Regions from separate parts of the Gossypium hirsutum genome. Here region 2 is linked to region 1. A link is a contact called in public Hi-C data. All regions are on one chromosome and are shown on one strand. The core of a region is the stretch at or near the end of the contact, and the rest is flanking DNA. Distances in the headings are between cores, read along the strand shown.

Evidence for each region. A called contact is a pair of places that touch in the nucleus more often than the background predicts.
Region 2: a contact with region 1 is called in a Hi-C map of leaf, with 4 times the contacts expected there. The contact joins the promoter of LOC107924370 here to the promoter of LOC107897854 in region 1. A contact is called at or near these places in 10 of 34 Hi-C or Micro-C datasets (callus, hypocotyl and leaf).

The regions. Positions count from the first base shown.
Region 1 is chrA11:14,711,286-14,717,642 of Gossypium_hirsutum_v2.1, forward strand. It overlaps LOC107897854 (histone acetyltransferase GCN5), which reads right to left and starts at 3,544. Exons shown (of 13, transcript XM_016823439.2): 1 at 2,682-3,544; 2 at 2,497-2,561; 3 at 2,202-2,282; 4 at 1,828-1,899; 5 at 1,331-1,499; 6 at 850-893; 7 at 402-501. The coding sequence starts at 3,284.
Region 2 is chrA11:14,863,032-14,869,388 of Gossypium_hirsutum_v2.1, forward strand. It overlaps LOC107924370 (auxin-induced protein AUX28), which reads left to right and starts at 3,165. Exons shown (of 5, transcript XM_016854778.2): 1 at 3,165-4,377; 2 at 5,132-5,349; 3 at 5,445-5,583; 4 at 5,780-5,841; 5 at 5,994-6,311. The coding sequence starts at 4,127. The coding sequence ends at 6,031.

The sequences.
Region 1 (6,357 bases), core at 2,294-4,793:
TCACATTGAAATCGCAAAATGCACTCTGCTGGGACCTGTATGTGCATCTGATGACCACAGGTCAAATAAGGAGAGCACAAAACTTTGGATAGTAATCAGTGTTGCAGGCTTCCACAGATTTTGATCTCAAAAAATCGAGACAAGTGGCTTCCTTGTGAAGACAGCAGGGTATGACATAGGAGATTTCAACCCCAAACAGATCGCACATCAGATGTGCAGCACGAAAAAGTGATCTTATTTTACGAAGGACCTTGAACCCAACTTTTCAGGTGAATTTTGAGAACAAAATCATGAAATCCAATGGGAAAATTTAAACAATACCTCACAACTCACAAGTTGAATTGGATCTTCATAGAATATAATGGTAATTACCACACTGACAGAGTAAATAATAAATTTACCTGCCTCTGGCGTCGAATCATAGTTGATAAATCAGTATATGGAAGCTTTGGATCAATTTTACATTCCATAAGGATACCTCCATCATAGTCTTTAATATACCTAGAAAAGTAAAGAAATATTTAAACATAACCTAGACATAATTAACAAAGAGTTGAGAGAATGGGGAAGCATTGAAAGGTTAGACATAAAAACCTGTCTCAAAAGAAAAACAAGATTCTCAGTATTCCAATAAGGATCATTTCATTTTAGTTCTCACTATTTCATATTTCCATTTTTTTAAGGAAAGTGTGCACCCTCAACATTTGAACACTCAAAATAACATACAAGAGGGAAAGATTTTCTACTACTTCTTACTTCTTAGTAATAACACAAAATAAGCAGCATTTGAGCCCCAAGGATGAGCAAGAAAAAGAAAAAGAAAATGTTACGGTGGCATGTTAACCATACCCTTGCCATCGATCCCTCTCCAAGTGTATCTCTTTGGTAAAACCCTGAAAGTAGATAAAATTGAGAAGTCTCTTGAGATTGCATTTATGAATTCAGATAATGCAAATTATCATACAAAAGTGACATAAAGAGCCGTAATTCTTTTGCTATATCTTGCAGGTTATTTGCACATAAGATTTTTCACTAATCCGAAAAAGTGCAACAAAGCAGAATGATAGACACTTTCAGCAGAATCACGCTAATACATTCAAAAAACATTTTAAAACTTAATTTCAGCTGGATTAATCTACCCTCTTGCAAGAGTCCTAAAGCTTTCCTTTTTATATTTTTCAACCTAATTTTCTTACAGAAAGGAGCCTTCCAAAGGAATTTATATACTTAAAAGACCAGGGAAGAAAATGTTTTACGCCTGTAAATTTATGCTACAGAAAGTATGAAATCAATCCAGCAAAAAAAATCAAAAGAAAAGAAACAATCACACCTGTTTGATAAAATAACCAACAGCATTATTGTCAGCGTATGTCAAAAAATGTGTTAGTCCATCAACATCACGTGCATGCTGTTTTAAATGATTCATCAGTCTTGTGCCATAACCTTTTACTTGTTCATCTGCTGTGATTGCACAGAAAGCTATTTCACCGAACTTTTGGCTGGTATTACCAGGAAAACAAGCATCAGTGAATAGAACATATGAAGCATTAACATCATCAAAAGAAATTTCTAAGGTTGAAATAATAGGTGTTAGAATTGTCCTGTAACTGTTGAATGAGATGAACAGGCAGACTGTGATAATGTCATCACTCATTCCCTTAAGAATCTCAAATTTTAATTATAATACAGGAGTAGAACTCAATATTAGGGAAGGCACACTAGAACAAAATTTACCAAAGAAGAAGAAATGAGCCAAAATAGGAAAATACACTGAATAGGGAACTGAAAATTGATTCACTCACAATAACATAAGACCAGGAATCTTACTTGACATATGGACGATATGTGATGCCACCAACAACCTGATTACGTCTGATAACCATCACAGATTTATGGCTTCTACAAAATCCAAAGTAAGAAGAACTGAGACCTTAAAATGCACAAAAGCTGATGATTTCATTACCAAGCAAATTTGAAGGTCATTTCATTAAAGAAGAACAATAAGCCAGCTAGAAGCAGCAGGAGGATTAATCAAGATATTCAAGAATCAAAATTGGGCTTATGTCATGTGTTCAAAAATGTCAACCAGCAACTCATATATTAAGATGACTGAATGTTTGACCCAAACCAATAAAGAAATCCATAATAAAACGAGGTCTTTCATCTTAAAGTGTGTGCTTCTAAAGTGTCTATCTTGATACCTGTCCATAACAAGGCGAACAATATACTCTTTAGGCATGTTGGGTAGTTGTCTTCCAAATATGTTCTTCAACCCAATCAACCTGAGTATCAAAAAATATATATATAGCTTAATTTTCCATCACCAGTTCACAAAGTTAGTATGGTGAGTTGCAAGAAATCCAAAACCAAAACACCCTACCCCATAGTCATAAATGGCTACTAATAACTAAAGAAACCATGCATTATCGAAGATTTTACAACATCATCCAGAGAAAAAAACGTAACATGAATGCTTAAAAGAGAGAATTTAGATACCAAACCATATGCTCATCAACACCGTCGTTTGAATAGCAAACAAACTTAAGCCTTCCCGCTTCCTCCTGAAATTGATTTTTTGTTTTTAATATATACATCGTAATTCAAGAGAAAAAACAACCTATTGGGGCAAAGAAATTGCGTTCAGGTTTTATCATCACAACTCAAAACGTTGGATACTTTACCTCTCTTTTCAAGCTCTCTTCTCTAGCACTATAAGCTCCACTAGTCTGTATATTCTCAGTAAATATCTTAACGTCTTCCTTGGTTGAAATCCCAGCTATTGAGCTCCCACCTGCTGCGGCAGCACCCGTGGGCCCAACTGGTGCTGAACCAGGGGCTGCACCGTCTTTCCCTCCATCGGCACTCTCTAGCTTGACAGTGGAATTCTCAGTCTTGAGCTTCGTGTTCCGACCCGAACCAGAGCCGCCCCCGCCAGACTCTAGGCGAGCAGTCGTGAAAGTGCGGATGGAGGAATCGTTTTCGTGGTCGAAGTCGTCCTCGTCGTCGTCTACGACGGCGTCCTCTGAGTCGTCAGCATCAGAATCGGAGTCGGCGCCCCGCGCAGAAATACTCTCGAGGTCGTCATTGGATGTCAAAGCGCCGTCGCGAGTGTCGGCGGAGAAGGATGACGGAGGGAACGAGGAAGGAGGCGCGTGGTCCTCGGACGCGGCTGCGGCGAGTTTGCGCTTGTGGAGGGAGGAAGTAGCAGAGGCTGAGGCAGAGTGAGATGGGGATGGGGTCTGGGAGCTACGAGAGCGGTTCGGCGCGGTTAAGTGCGAATCCATCTATGGAAACTCGAACTGAGTCAACTCGATCCAATTAGGGTACCTTTTGAAGGGTAACGCTAGGTTTTGCAGAGGGAAGAGAAGAAAAAAGAAGCTCAATTGAATGTTATTCTCAGATACACTAACTTGCCGGTATCGAAGTCTACATTTCGCGGAGGCGGTGTCGGTTCTCCCCCTTTCCTGGGTTTGGAATTCGTCAATAGGGTTTTGTTACAGTTGGCCAAAACGTTGGGGTCAATAATTATCTATGAAAATTAAATTAAGGACTAAATTCCTAATTTGTAAAGAGTATAAGGACTTGTGGTAGATTTTAACCAATGAATAAAAATGTTTGGTTTGTAAGGGTTTTTTTTTTTTTTGGCCAATAATCGAATTGGGTATTAATTCGTTTAATTCTTTTAATCTGATGAAAAATTATTAAAAATTTAAAAAATAAAAAATTCAATTTAAGCAATTTATATCAATTCTCCTCTCTAAATTAATACACTATTACTTACTAATATAATCCTATTCAAAATCCACTATATTTCATTACTGTAAAAGACCAAATATAGAAGTAGATTCCCAACACATACAACCATAGAGAACTATAAATAAAATAAAATCCTTAATAGACAACAATTGAACAATAATGGTAACTTTGTTTTAATTACCCACTACCTGAAAATTAAATCATAATTAATACGAATAATTTAAATATTCAGATTTAATTTTCAATACAATATAATTATTTAATATTTTTATTTGATTTGATATGATTATTGATTTAACATTCATAGATTACATACGCAAATAATTATATTTATAAATAAAATATAAATTTTTTTATTAGTACAAAAGAACCGAATAATTAAAATTTTATTCATACAATGAACTTGAGATCGAAATTTCTATTATAAAATGATATCAAATCAAAGTTCATATCAGATCAAAGTTTACATGTAAATTTAAAATTTATCTCTAATTCTTATATATAAATTAAAACCCAAAACCTAAATATATTATATTATCCTAATCAACCTAAACATAAAAGTTATCATTTAAAAATGAAAGAAAAAAAATGATAAACTTAGAATTTTCATTAATGTCAAAAATATTTAAAGCAACTTAAAATTTAATAGTACAAAATAAGATAATCAACCCAAATAGCTTGCTAGGTTGGAAAGATATAAAGAAACTCAATAAAATTTCGAAAGAAATTAAAAGGAGATATTCGATCTTGATGGAGATCCGCTTCTGAGTTGATTCCGATGGTGTTCTTCGAGTGTTTTCTTCGATATTCTCTGATGGCTCCCTTATGTCTTCTTCTATTTGGTATTTATGGAGTTTAGAATGCTAGAAAGCCTAAAAATTGTATTTTTTCGCATATTTGGGAAGCAGGGTGTGAAATCGATACGGGTTGGCACATGGGCGTTTGTTCAGCCATGTAGAAATGCCCAAGCCGTGTGGCTCCCGAAAACAGCTTTATTTGTCCAATTTTGGCTCATTTTTTGCTCCTTTCGCTCCTAAATGCTCTCCTAAGTATAGAAACATGAATTTAAAGGATTAGGAGCATCAAATTCACTAATTTGCATAATTAATCATCCAAAAATACATTAAGAATAAGATTAAAATATGTTACTTCTATATCTTATCACTTATAGATAACCCCTTTGGTATAGCTTAATTGGTTGTATCTTTTCTTATCTTTCACCAAAAAAAAAAATCATCAATCCAAACATTAAAATGAAAATAAAACATTTAAAACCAATAAACCCATGAACCAAATCATTCCAAAATGCTCTTTTGGCATCAAGATCTTACCTTTAATGTTGCTTTTAACATCCATAATTTCACTTATTTTCAAACGAAAATCTCTTAACAATTATTTTTGCTATACTATACACTAAACCAAATCAAAGATCATTAAAAGATTAGAAATTGGTGATAAACATGTATTATATTTATTATAAATATAGCATGATAGCTAAAATGCTGATAATTATGAAACAACTTTTATTTAGTAAAATAATACAAAAAAATTATAACTAGTTAAAATTATTTAAAGTAATTAATTTCAAATGGCACATGCATTTGAGATTCTTTGCCAGAGTGGTAAGCGAGAAATTATTTTATGAACCATTTCCACTACATCATTCATGGTCCCACTTAATTAAAAAAAACACACACACACACACCATCTTTGATTTGAAAGCTTAGTCCAAATGTACATATGATATGGAAAAAAAGAAGAAGAGATAATATGTATTCTTTTAATTGGCCAGGACTATGGATAATGTGATAGAAAGAGTCCATAAAATAATTTCTCATGGTAAACACATTAATTTATAACTATACTTCCAAAAAAGACTAGTGAGACTTAAAATGGCAGTTTTAAAACATTTGAAATGTAACTTTCATGAAATTGGGCAGGACCATGAATGATGTGGTGGAAATAGTCCATAAAATAATTTCTCATAGTAAACACATTAATTTACAACTATACTTCTAAAAAAGACTGGTGAGACTTAAAATGGCAGTTTTAAAACATTCGAAATATAACTTCCATTAAAGTTTTTAGTTACAAATAGTGAGTGTGCCACTGATAAAACTTAGATGGTACATTTTGCAGTAAATGAAATAAAGGATTTTCATTCAAATTCAACACTTGACTTTATCCAAGTGCCAGGTAGCTTGCCCGACTCGATAGCCTCAATGATTGAATTTGTACAGAAATTTTTTTATTTTGAAACGGCTTAGTCCAACTCGAATTCAATTTAAATAGTAAAAAATATTTCAAATTTAAATTTGATTACAAAATATATATAATATCAATTAAAAATATATAGTTTTTAATATTTCATTTTTTTAACAGTGAAATGAGCTTTTTAGGCGGGTTAGGCTAGGCCGAAAACGGGCCTAGGCATGGAAATTTTTTCAAAACATGACATCGGTCTGACTCATGGACAGTTTTGGTCGTAAACGATTCATAATTAAATTCATAGTTAATAAGTTGAGAGACTTGTTGTTAATCAATGGGCAATAATGGTATTGGAATAATGCGGTTTAAGGAACATAATGAAGCTTTTATGAT
Region 2 (6,357 bases), core at 1,915-4,414, 150 kb after region 1:
TAGTCCTGAACCGTTTCTAATGTATATTTTGGGCCTCGTGAGTCTGTTCAAGGGACATAAAGCATGTGAACGAAAAGTTTCAAGTTAAAAGAAATTTTATGGTCCGAATTTATATGCGTATGCTTGAGTTAAGTCTAGTAGCACCTCGAACCCTGTCCCGGCGTCGGATTCGGGTGAGGGGTGTTACATTTGAAATGTTGATAGATGTAGTTTATTAATGAGATGTGTGTTTTGCTTAGGGTATGCTTTGTATGGATGAAACAAGTATACTTATATATTACATAGATGAACCCCTTGATGTATAGTTGTTGAAAGAAGTGTTTTTAATCATAGTGAAATATTTATTTGCTTAATGTCATGTAAAAGAGGTATCTTGAGCATTTTTGAGACTAAATGTTTAGTATATAAATGCGGTGCCTTTGAATGACATATTAGTTGGATAATATAGATTGATTATTTTGGTATATTTAGGTATGTTGGAGTAGTGCCTAGATCTATTGAATGTGTGCATAATTGGAGTAATGGAGTAGGAATGGTTTGATCTTGAAATGGCATGATTTTTAGGTCAAATTTGGTGCACACAACCTAGTGACACGGCTGTGTGTCATTTGTGAGTTTCTTAGTGTTTCAAGTTAGTGAGTTACACGGCCTATCACACGGGCATGTGGGGCAACTCAGTGAGTTATACAGGTGAGGACACGTGCTAGGAAATAACCGTGTGTCCCTAGATGGCCTAGGGTGTTTTCACACGGCTGTGTGACCCAATTTTTACAACTTTTTCTTAGACCTTCAGTTTTGTTTCAAATTAGTCTCGAATTGCTTCAGAGCTATTTTTAGGGCCGCGAAGGCTTGATTTAGGGACAAAATGCTTATGATTGATATGTTTTGAATGTCATTTATTTATTTTAATGTTATATTGATAGATGTTTCCCAATTGTATAGTAATACTCCGTAACCTTAATCCGACGATGGAGACGAGATAGGGGTGTTACATAAACTTTGATCTAATGTGTAATTTTTTGTACAGTGTTACACATAAAATGTTGATTTGATCCAGTTCTCACAAATTACTAACATAATTATTGATATAACATAATTATGCATTTTATGTTTATATTTTAAATAAGCAAAAGAAAGATTTTTTTAATTTTAAATTAAAAACATAATTTTTAAAAATAAAGATTAGATCTAACTATTAAAATTATCATTAAAAACAATAAAAATCAAATAAAAAACACTTATAGCATATATAGCCTATGTACCTTGTTATATTATATATATGATGTATTAAACTATACACATATATATCATTAAAATATATAAAATCATTAATTAAAGATAAAAAATAGATATATTTATTAAGGTATATTAAAGAAGTATAAAAATTGAGGATAAAAATTATTGATTAAGGTATATATGATTAAAATATATATTAAATTACTTATTAATGATAAAAATTAGGATAAATTATTAATTAAAGATAAAAAAATTTATAAGATGATAATTAAAAAAGTATTTTGGAGCACAAAGAATTAACCTAGAATTTAAAGTTTGTTAAAATGTTGATGTTCCTTGTTTTATATATATATATATGATTTAATATGATATGATATCATATGAAAAGATAAACTTACCATTATAATTAGACTGGTTTGTGGGCTAAGTTAGGTCATGTCATGCAAGGCATGTAAACCAGTTTTTCAAGCTTGAGTCTAACCTAAAATATGGACTAAAAATTTTATATAATTATTATTGGTGTTGGTGTTTAGTTAATTCGTAGCATTCGTTTGGTCAAGAATTTTATAGTAAAAGTAGATCATATCATACCCGGTATGTGAGTGAATTTTTTTTTTTTTGAAAACAAATATATTTACCATTTTATGTTTAAAATTGAAAGAATATAGTCTTGGAGTAATGGTTGAGGTATAGTTTAAACCTTAATAATTTATTTGTAAGTAGATTATTTTTAAGATTTTATATAAATTATTAAAATACATAAATATTCTTTTAATAATATTCATTTCAAAGAAAAGTAATATTCAATTTAATAAAAAAAACAGTATAGATGGATATAGAACCCATCAAGGATATTAAATAATTGTAGGATTGTGGTAAGGTTTAAAGAAAAAAAGGTAGATAAAATGTTGCAGATCTTTTCACCAATAGGGATTGGAGTGGTTGGACAGAAGCATTGCCACAAATTTCAGCATTCAATCTTTATGGGGACCTTAATTGTGCTGCTCCCCATAACTTGGATTTATAAACAAGAACGAAAACGACCATTCATGAATAATATTAGTGAATCAATTTTATAACTTAATCTTAAACATGAGTTTAGGGCTTACTCCAAGGACCCGACCGCGTGCAGTCAATTTTTTATGCTTACGTTCGTACGTACAAAATAAAATATTTATTTCATGCCTCTTATTACTTTAAGAAATAAAAGAGTTAAAAAGTAAATAGATTTGAATGTGTAGAAAATAAGGGAATGAAAGGAATATGATAACATGCAACAAGAATCTTGCATGTATTGATATTGTTACCATTTTCAGCTGTTTTGGGTTTGTTTCTAACTCCACCCTCTATATTCATTTCATTTGACCTATAAAATTTTTCATTTTTATAAATCTCAGTGAGCATATAATATAACCACCGCCCAATATGGAATAAAAGATTGAATCATGATGAAATGGAGACTATCATTGGGTTATATTATAGTTTAAAAAAGAATGAGAAATGCCAAAATTTCACACATTAATTCTTAATTACCGTCCTTCAACATTCTTTTTAATTTGGACTCCAACTAATTAGGTTAAAATGTTTAGGGATTTCATAAGGGTTCTCGTACGTTCTCAACTCAACAAGGGTTGAGTGGGAAAAATAATTACATAAGTTATAGAGGAAAACAGGGAAGTGGGGATACCCTGCACCGGCGCACATGGGATCGGGTTAGAGACATAGGCGACACATAACACAAGCATAAGCAAACAACTTCACATGGCCACTTTGTGGGTCCCTTTTACATTTCCCTCTCCACTGAATCTAATCACATGCTTTTTCTCACACTCGGGTCCCACTTTTCCAACCAATCACTGAGGATAATATTTATTTGAAAGTTCACTCCTAGTGTATATATATGTAACACTTGTGTGAAATATAAAAAAATTGGGTGTGTTACTTATTTTTATTTGAAAATTTTCCTATGACATTCAATTTTCAACACACTGGAAAAATCAATCTAAACTTAGAAAAATTAATATCTGTTTTGATGTTTGTGTTTTTACATTGAATTCAAACACTAGTTATTGTTTGAAAAAGAATGCTACTTTAGTTCAAATTACTGATTAAAATTTCTTAATAAAAATTGAGATACATTAAGAATAGAGATGGAAATGAAACGGGCATAAAATAGTTGACGTGCATGCCATTGCCATATATAGTAAGAATCCAGTTGATAGTAGGCTGTCAAATTATTAATTGCGGGTGTTTGTTTTTGCCTTTTCCAAGGCAGTCTAAATTAAAGCACGCACGAGTCTGCCTAACAAAACCTTTCATGCCCATGTTTCTATTCAACACATTTTTTTAAGTTTTGATTGCTACGGCAGTGTTCTCTGTATCTGTAGGATCTCATATTCGTGTTGCTATTTCTATATGCAAGACTCCATTTCAATATGATTCCTTTTTTCTCATAAATATTACAAATTAGGGAACTAATTAGTTAGTTTAAGAGAATATATATATATATAAGGATATGAAACAACCATTTGATTTTACTTAGTGAAATTTTGTATGCTATGAGCTAACGGAACAGCAAGTGAGGAGAATCCAGGTGAGAGGCATTGACACGTGTGATATGGGAGTTGGGTTTAGGAAAAAGTAGAAACCGACAATCCACCGCTCCGTATATTAATACACACTGGAAAGGCCCGACACTCTCCTCTTCCGCCATCGTCGCTCTTAGCCTCTTACTCTTTTACTTTACTCCTTGTAATACTCGATCTCTACAATATAACCCCCCCCCCAACCTTTTTTTTTCTTTAATTCAAAGCCACAAAGCCAACTCAAAACCCACAAAAGCCAAAGCCTAGGTACACACAAACTACAAAAAGAAATTGAGAAAGAAGGTATGGAAGTAGGGGTGAAGATGGGGATGAAAGGAGAAGGAGATGAAGTGGGAGGTAAGGAGAAGGAGAAAATGGGGTATGAAGAGACAGAGCTGAGGCTAGGGTTGCCTGGTGATGGTGAGGTTGTAAGGAAGAGAGACTTCTCCCACACTGTTGATTTGAAGCTTAACCTAATTTCCACCTCTCCAACTGATGACAAGGACAAAAATATTGTCCCTTCTCACCTTGATCCTGCTAAGCCTCCACCTGCCAAGTATGTTCTTCCTTTTTCTGTAAATGAAATAGTATTGTTTGGCTTTTGCTTTGTAGTTTGTATTTGCTGGGAAATATAGTTATAGGATGATTAGGGTTATTACATGATTACATAGAGAGAAACAAAAGAGTATTTTCCCCCACACTAACTTTTTTAGTTAGTTATGTGTATAGTTTCATTGTGAAGTTAGACATTTTAAATTTTCATTTTGAAATGATGAGGTGTGGTGGAGTACATAAAAGGATAAAAACAAGGAGGACCGCATTAAAGTTATTATTATCTATTGAGTTCTCATGGAATATTATGTATTTAATAGAAATATGGAATTACACTAACAGTACATTCAACTTTTGCTCAGCAAAACAACTCTTCATTTCTAGCTAGCTTCTATTTCTTGCAAACTATTTAGAGTTGAATGCTGAAAGCATGCAGATCCATATTAAACCTCCAATCTTATAATTTATATACAAATGATATATATATAACAAACACTGAGGATTACACCTCCATCTAATATTATTGATAATATATACATATATAAACTCAAAACCAAAGTTTAATTTCATTCAAAATATACACGTAGAGAAGGTGACCAATGTATTAAGGTTTATCTTAATTTTTCATTAATTACTCATCACAGAAATAAAATTTACCCTCACTATTTTCCTAGCCCCAATTTTGAAACTGAATAGTGAATATAAACAGTTTAATTAATTAAAAATCATGTATATTTAATATATATTATTATATATAGGGCTCAAGTTGTGGGATGGCCACCAGTCCGGTCATTCCGAAAGAACATGTTAGCGACCCAAAAGAGCAGCGGCAGCGAGGACAGTGGTGAGAAGGCCGCCTTTGTGAAGGTTAGCATGGACGGCGCACCCTATCTCCGGAAAGTGGACCTGAGGATGTACAAAACTTACCAACAACTCTCCGATGCTCTTGCTAAAATGTTCAGTTCTTTCACTATTGGTACTTATATCATTTTCTATCAAGATTAACCTTGTTTTTTTCATGTATATATGCTTTGTATTAATTAATTGTTGTTGGTTTACGTAAATATGAAGGAAATTGTGGAAGCCAAGGGTTATTGAAGGATTTCATGAATGAGAGTAAGCTAATGGATCTGCTTAATGGCTCTGATTATGTTCCAACCTATGAAGACAAAGATGGTGATTGGATGCTTGTTGGTGATGTCCCTTGGGAGTATGCTTCTTTCTACCTAATCATCTCTTCAACCACTCTTACTGCTTTGCTTTTACTTAATTTTCAATCATTTTTCCCCAATCAAAAAAACTCTTTTAATGACCGTATGTAATTCACAAAAAATAGATGTTACAGACAATCTTTCATCATTGCCTTTTAAAATCTATTTAACATTACTTTTTTCCCTTTGAATCAGGATGTTTATTGAATCATGTAAAAGGCTGCGCATCATGAAAGGAACCGAAGCAATTGGGCTAGGTTAGTATTTTCTTGAGCACTTCATAGAGATAGAAGAAACTATTGTAGTTAAAATAAACACCCTTCTCCTAGTTTGGTGTATTTGTTATATAATAAAGAACCTTCCCCAGTTAATTGAGTTATAACCAAATGGATATGTATATTGATTTCAGCACCAAGAGCTATGGAGAAATGCAAGAATAGAAGCTGAAGGTGATAGCTGGTAATAAGGCCGCCAAAATTACTATGATGAAAGCAAAGCCAGCAGCAGATGGATATTGAGCAGGTTGACTTTGTTACTATTATATTATTATTGTTATATGAGAGTGATTTGGTGTTAAACTTAAAAGAAGTATTTGTTATGGACAAAAACAATAATGGATGTTAGTGTATGTGGTGGATCCGGAAAACACTTTGTTATGTTTAGTTGTTACTATTAATCATGACTTGCTTTTTAGAAAATAAATGAATATTAGAACAGTTGTTATAAATAATGTATCTGCTTGTAGTTATTGAAAAAAAATCTGTTGATTTTTT